2 separate regions of the Sus scrofa genome follow, and region 1 is linked to region 2. Evidence: chromatin contacts called from public Hi-C data. All regions are on one chromosome and are shown on one strand. The core of a region is the stretch at or near the end of the contact, and the rest is flanking DNA. Distances in the headings are between cores, read along the strand shown. Region 1 overlaps TENM4 (teneurin-4). Region 2 overlaps TENM4 (teneurin-4).

Region 1 (2,785 bases), core at 50-2,549, 290 kb before region 2:
ATGTGCTGGCGATCACGATCCAGACAGGCGAAGGACAGAAATCTCTTGGACCACGTTCACTGCAGTTATTTTTTAAATGATTGTTATCACGACTCAGTAGCTGTTACCATGGTTTTGGGGAAGTTGTCCGAGGAAGGAGGGCCTTTCTCTGGGCATCTTGCGTGCCTGAGGAAGGAACTCAAGTTCTCAGCTCTTAATTACCTCTGGCTGTGCTGCAGCAGCGGCGGCGAGAGAGACCTTCTCTGGGAAAGTGTCGAGGGTGTGAAATAATATCAGGGAGTAGGCTGGGAGGCGGGCCACGCGACCCAGAGACCCGGGGACAGGCGGTGGGGGAGGGAGAGGAGACCAGACGACACCGCAGAGACGCGGGGGAGAAAGCCAAAGCGGGAAGAAAGAGAACAAAAGGCCAGGGGAGAGGAAGTCGAGGAAAGTCGGGACGAGGAAGGAGAAAGTTTGAGAAAGGGGGCGAGAAAGGAAGCGAGGACAGTGGAAGAAGAGCCCCGAGAAGGATCCTGAACTGAGAGAACTTGGAGAATTGGCGAACGAAAAGGAAATACGAAGGCGAGAAGATGGAGAAAGAAGCGGAGAGGAAGAAGAAAAGGGGAGAAAGGAAGACGTTGGAGAGAACAGAGAGTCTGGGCTGACCGAGAGGCCGGTGAGTGGCCCCGGGAGGACTCGCATCACCTGCGTGGCGCCCCCCGGCGCCGTGGTGCGGCCCTGCTGCCAGCGCCTGTGCGCCGCGGCTCGCCCAGCCTTGCAGGATTGGCTCCCGCCTCCCATTCATGTAACCTGCGTGTGCGTGTGCGTGTGTGTGTGAGTGTGTGTGTGTGTCTCGCTCGCTCGCTCGCCCTCTCTGTGTGTAAGAGAGCGAGGGTGGGGGACGGAGGCAGGCGGCCGAGCAGGCAGGGAGGGGAGGACGAGGAGGGAAGCTATTAAACACACACACTCACACACACACGCGCGCGCACACACCCGCCCCAACCCCCCAGAAGCCTCGGGATTGCAGCTGTTTCATGTGGGGCAGCAGTGCTGGCAGGGACGCCGGCCGGGAGCGGCCGGGAGCCGGAGCCGGGCTTGCGCGCGCGGCTGGAGCCTCGCTAGGGCTCCTTTCCCTGCGGGAGCTATTGTTGGTCTCGCTGGAGCTGAGCGCGGAGCAGGGACCTGCTCCTTCCAGGGCGCCCTGCTCGGGCTCGCGGAGCCGAGGAGCCTCGCCGCCGAGAGCGAGAGGAGCTACCAGCGCAGCGCCCTGCCTCTCTGCCGCCCTCCTCCCCGCTTCCCTGGCGGTGGCAGCCTGCAGCAACGGTAAGGCGGCGCGATCCGCTCTACGGAAAAGCGCCTTTGGGGACCGCCGCGGCGCCTCGCCGGCCCTCGCGCCTCTCTGCGCTCGTTAGCTGGGGCAGGGTCGGGGCAGCTCGCGCGAACGCCCAGGGTTCCGGGAGACGTTCGCCTGTCCCTCAGTCCTCCCCCGGCCCACACCGAGGGAAGAAGGGAGAACGGCTGGGGCGCGAGTTGCCGGCGAGGCGAGCCAGTCTGGAGCCCCGAACCTCCGCCACGCAGTCCCCGGAGCCCATCGCGGGAGCTGGGGAGCCAGGGAGCCAAGGCTAGGGGAGGGCTAGGGGAGAACAGCGAGGTGGAGGCGGGCCGGGGACTCGGGACGGCGGTGGGAGGGAGGCGGCGCGCCCGGGGTTCGTCCACCTCGCCAGCATCCTCTTCCCCGCCCGTAGCCCCTCTGCAGACCCGCCCGCCTCAGGGCTCCGGCGGGCACTGGAGGAGCCCACGAGGCGGCGCGGGGCTCCGGGGCTGCAGCCCGCCAGGAGGAGCGAGCGCAGGCTGCAGCGGCCCCATGCGCGCTGCGGTTAGAACCGAGAACCGAGAGACGCGATTCTCAGCCCTGCTCCCTACGCGGCCGGCGCGGGGCTCCTCTCTCCCGGCTTGCCGCCCTGCCTCGGTGTTCACGTTTCCCTCGGAGCGAGTTGAGGCTGCAGCCGCCGGGTGGACACTCAGAGCGCTCCTGGGTGTGCGTGTGTGTCTGTGTGTCTGTGTGTGTGTGTACGTCTACTCGCACCCAGGCTTCGGGAAATGTGCTCTGGGAAGTGAAATGTGATCACCAAGCTCCTTAGTCATTTTCCTCGCTCTTTAAAAATGCAGTCTTTATATCGCAAGAGTGGTCTCCCGGTGTGGGTGTGGGTGTGTACACACAACCAGGGAATACAGTCAGTTACTAGGGCGAGGGGAGGCTCAACTAGTGAGTCCTCGTTGGCAAGCTGTAGGGGTGGGCTTTGCTGGCCGCTGCCAGCCCTTCTCTGCCCTGCCCCCGCCTAGGCGAGGTTGGAAAGTACTGGAAATTCAACTGCGTGTTCTCTAACTTTGGAAACTGGCTCCCCTTTCAGGGCGAGATGTTAAAGCGATTTGTGCACCCTAGTCCATGTGGGCGAGGGTATTATTACTCAGTGGGGTTACAGAGCTCTCTCAGAACCGTGGCAATCCCCCACCGGGTCCCTTGCCCCCTCCTACCGGCAGCCCTGGCGAGAAGGTTTCTAGAAATGCCGCGATCCTTAAGCCCCCAATGCGGCGAAAGTAGCGTGGAGGGCAGCCTGGGTTTTGCCGGCTCCTGCTTGCCCTCCTAGTGTTAGACTAGCTCAGGAGCTCGCCCTGCTGCTTTGTGGAAAGCGGCGGCGAGGCACTCTCGGGATTCGAGCGTGGGGCTGAGAGGGCTGAGCTGTGTGGCCGCCGGGAGATCTGCCTAACGGCCCCGCGGGCAGTTACATAAACTGCCTTTCTGATT
Region 2 (2,759 bases), core at 86-2,585:
TGGGTGGGTGACTTTAAAGAAACATGTATTGTCAATTTTATCATTTAAAAATTCTACTCTTTTGTTCCTGAAAGTTTAGAAACTACAGATGAGCAAATGGAAGAGAAAAAAAATTATCTATTATCCTACCACATTGAAATAAACATTGTTGTTCTCTCTGCTGTGTAAACACACATACCTTTTTTTCATTTTAATTTTCTTTCTCTCTTTTTTTCTTTTCTCTTTTTTTCTTTCTTTTTTTTTTTTTTTTTTTTTTTTAGGGCTGCACCTACAGCATGTGGAAGTTCCCAGGTTAGGGCTTGAGTCAGAGTTGCAGCTACTGGCCTACACCATAGCCACAGTGACATGGGACCCAAGCCACATGTGCAGCCTCCACCACAGCTCATAGCAATGCTGGATCCTTTAACCCACTGAGTGAGACCAGGGATCGAACCTGCATCCTCATGGATACTCGTCAAGTTCTTAACCAGCCGAGCTGCCATGGAATTTTAATTTTTTTTTAATTTTTAAAAATAGGACCATGCTCCATATTGGATTTTGTGATCTGCTTTTGTCATTTAACAACATGTAACATACAACTGTCCACGTCATTAAATATTCATCCACAGACTCATTTTGTGAGGCTGCATAGTACTTCATCATACAGAATGCCAGAGTATATTTACGTTTCGCCTGCTGTTAGTTATTCAGGTTGTTTCCTACTTTTTTTCACTCCTGTTCTCACTGTGGCAATGAGAGCATAGTGCCAATACTAAGCCAGCTGGCACTGATACAGTATTACATTCTGCCCAGTTTCAACTAGGGGATGCTTATATCATTACATGTTTTTAATATCACCCTCAGAAACATGTTTATAAAAATCCAAGGATTCTTTGGAGTTCTTTTTAGAACTATTAGACTTTCTGAATTATCAGAATTCAACACTTGACAAATTTTTGCTCTATTTTGACCTCTAAAATGTAAGCCCTACATAACAGTAGGTTGGACAGTCCATGAATCCTTTCTGAGCTCAAGCCTCCTGGGGCATTTATTTCACAAGTTTAATGAGGAAAGGAAAGCAAGAAACAGAGCTATCTTTGGAGTCAAGACATACAAACACAGATTTGACGTATGGCTATCGTGTATGAGTTGGGGTCCGGGCAAGAAGCAATGGCATTTGTTTAAAGGGGTAACCAAGGGGAGTGGGGGAAGGGACTAGTCTTAAAGGGTGGCAGACTGGGGGCAACCCCAAAGGCTGGTGAAGCCCCCTGGGGTTAGCAAGACACTGGGAGCTATGACTGCCCATAGCCTGGATGGGCAGGGATAGGGAGCCGGGCTAGAACCTGGAGCAAGCTGTAGCTGCACTGTAGCTCCAGCCAAGGGCTGCTGGATAAAAGATGTGCCCGCCTACACAGAACAGCCACTGCCAACCCACAGCCCAGTAGGCAGTTTGCCAGGTGAATAAATGCCCCAGCCCCACTCTCTTCCCAACCTCAGCCTCCTGCCAGGGTTCCCATGAGCTGAACCCAGCTGGCAGCCAGAGGGCACCCGCTGATCCAGGTTAAAGAGTGGCCTCCTAGGGCTCGAGGGAGGCTGGTGGAGGGCAGGAAGGTGGAAGGGCATAGACACCTGGCGACCTCTGGTTGGCATAGCCTGAGCTATAAGTATGGATGTCGAGGTTTTATTTTCAAATCAGGGTCTGGAGACTGCGGGAAGGATGGATTGAGAGAAAAGAAATTAAAGATGGTGAGCACATGCAGTCAAAATTCTAACCCTGTCTTTTGCCTGCTCTGGAAACATCTGAGACGCAGGAATGTGTGAGTCAGTTAAATCTCTCCCCGAGAGCATCATGAACTAGGTTTCCCATTTGCCACCTCTTAGAAGCTACTCCCAGTGAAATTCTGAAGCTTTTCCGTAGCATCTGGGCAAAGAACAGACAAAGGGAGAATGAGGTAGGAGGGGGAAGGAGCCAAGATAATCTTATGTAACTTACATCCTTTTGAAACCTGTTTTGCTTTTATTTTAAGAAGCGCTATTTATGAATTCTCCAAGGGGTTAAAAAGCATAAGAGATGGATTTTTGATGAGATGTCAATAGAAAAATCTCTTCGTTCCTGGAATAAATGATGCTTTTGTTTGGGCTTTCTGTTCTTCAAAAAGGCCATCTGTTTTCATAAACATAAACGAGACTCTCTAGCCACCGTTTCCCTTCTAACCCCCCGTCTCTGTGCGCAAATGACAGTATTTCCTTCATGATTCATTCCTGAAGATGTTCTTCTGGGCTAAATGCTGCTGCTAAATTTGTGCTTCAGTTTTCACTCTGAGTCCCACATGATCCTTGCTCCGCCGGCAACCGCGTTTTTTACAGCGTTTATTTCTCGAATCCCAGATTGTTATTCCCTTGGGTGGCCAGGGGCTCTGTACCAGGCTTTATGAAACTGGTTCCTCCTATTGCTCAAGGCCTGTTCAGGGTCTTTGGGGGAACCCAATGAATAGCCTTCCTCGATCCACCGGAGCTCTGAGCAAATTGAGAACTAAACAGAGGGTAGAGGGTAGCAGGTGGAAGCCAAAACAACATGTGTATTACTGATAAGGAATAACTCGCCTTGGTATGAGAGCCACATCGACTTGATAATTGGATCCAGGATTACGCAGACTGACCCACCTGGTCATGGCCCTGCTGGATGAGGGCAGAGGAAGAGCCAGCTGCCACCCAACCCCCCTGCCCCCCCCCCCGGAAGAGCAGAAAGTGTTTCCAGCTGGCAAGAGGAAGAAGAGTGG

The links. A called contact is a pair of places that touch in the nucleus more often than the background predicts.
Region 1: a contact with region 2 is called in a Hi-C map of skeletal muscle, with 8 times the contacts expected there. The contact joins two enhancer-like sites. A contact is called at or near these places in 1 of 47 Hi-C or Micro-C datasets (skeletal muscle) and 1 of 2 datasets of contacts at active chromatin or transcription factors (skeletal muscle).

Annotation. Positions count from the first base shown.
Region 1 is chr9:13,818,450-13,821,234 of Sscrofa11.1, reverse strand. TENM4 (teneurin-4) reads left to right here. Exons shown (of 37, transcript XM_005667171.2): 1 at 1-655. Among named protein-coding and RNA genes, the nearest start is that of TENM4, 7.1 kb to the left of the region's middle. Within about 2 kb of position 1,299, at least 31 of the 83 cell types and tissues checked have an H3K27ac peak or open chromatin away from gene starts, as enhancers often do. A contact at or near this core is called in skeletal muscle, where this site is marked.
Region 2 is chr9:13,532,792-13,535,550 of Sscrofa11.1, reverse strand. The region is part of intron 3 of TENM4 (teneurin-4); the gene reads left to right. Among named protein-coding and RNA genes, the nearest start is that of MIR708, 250 kb to the left of the region's middle. Within about 2 kb of position 1,335, at least 6 of the 83 cell types and tissues checked have an H3K27ac peak or open chromatin away from gene starts, as enhancers often do. A contact at or near this core is called in skeletal muscle, where this site is marked.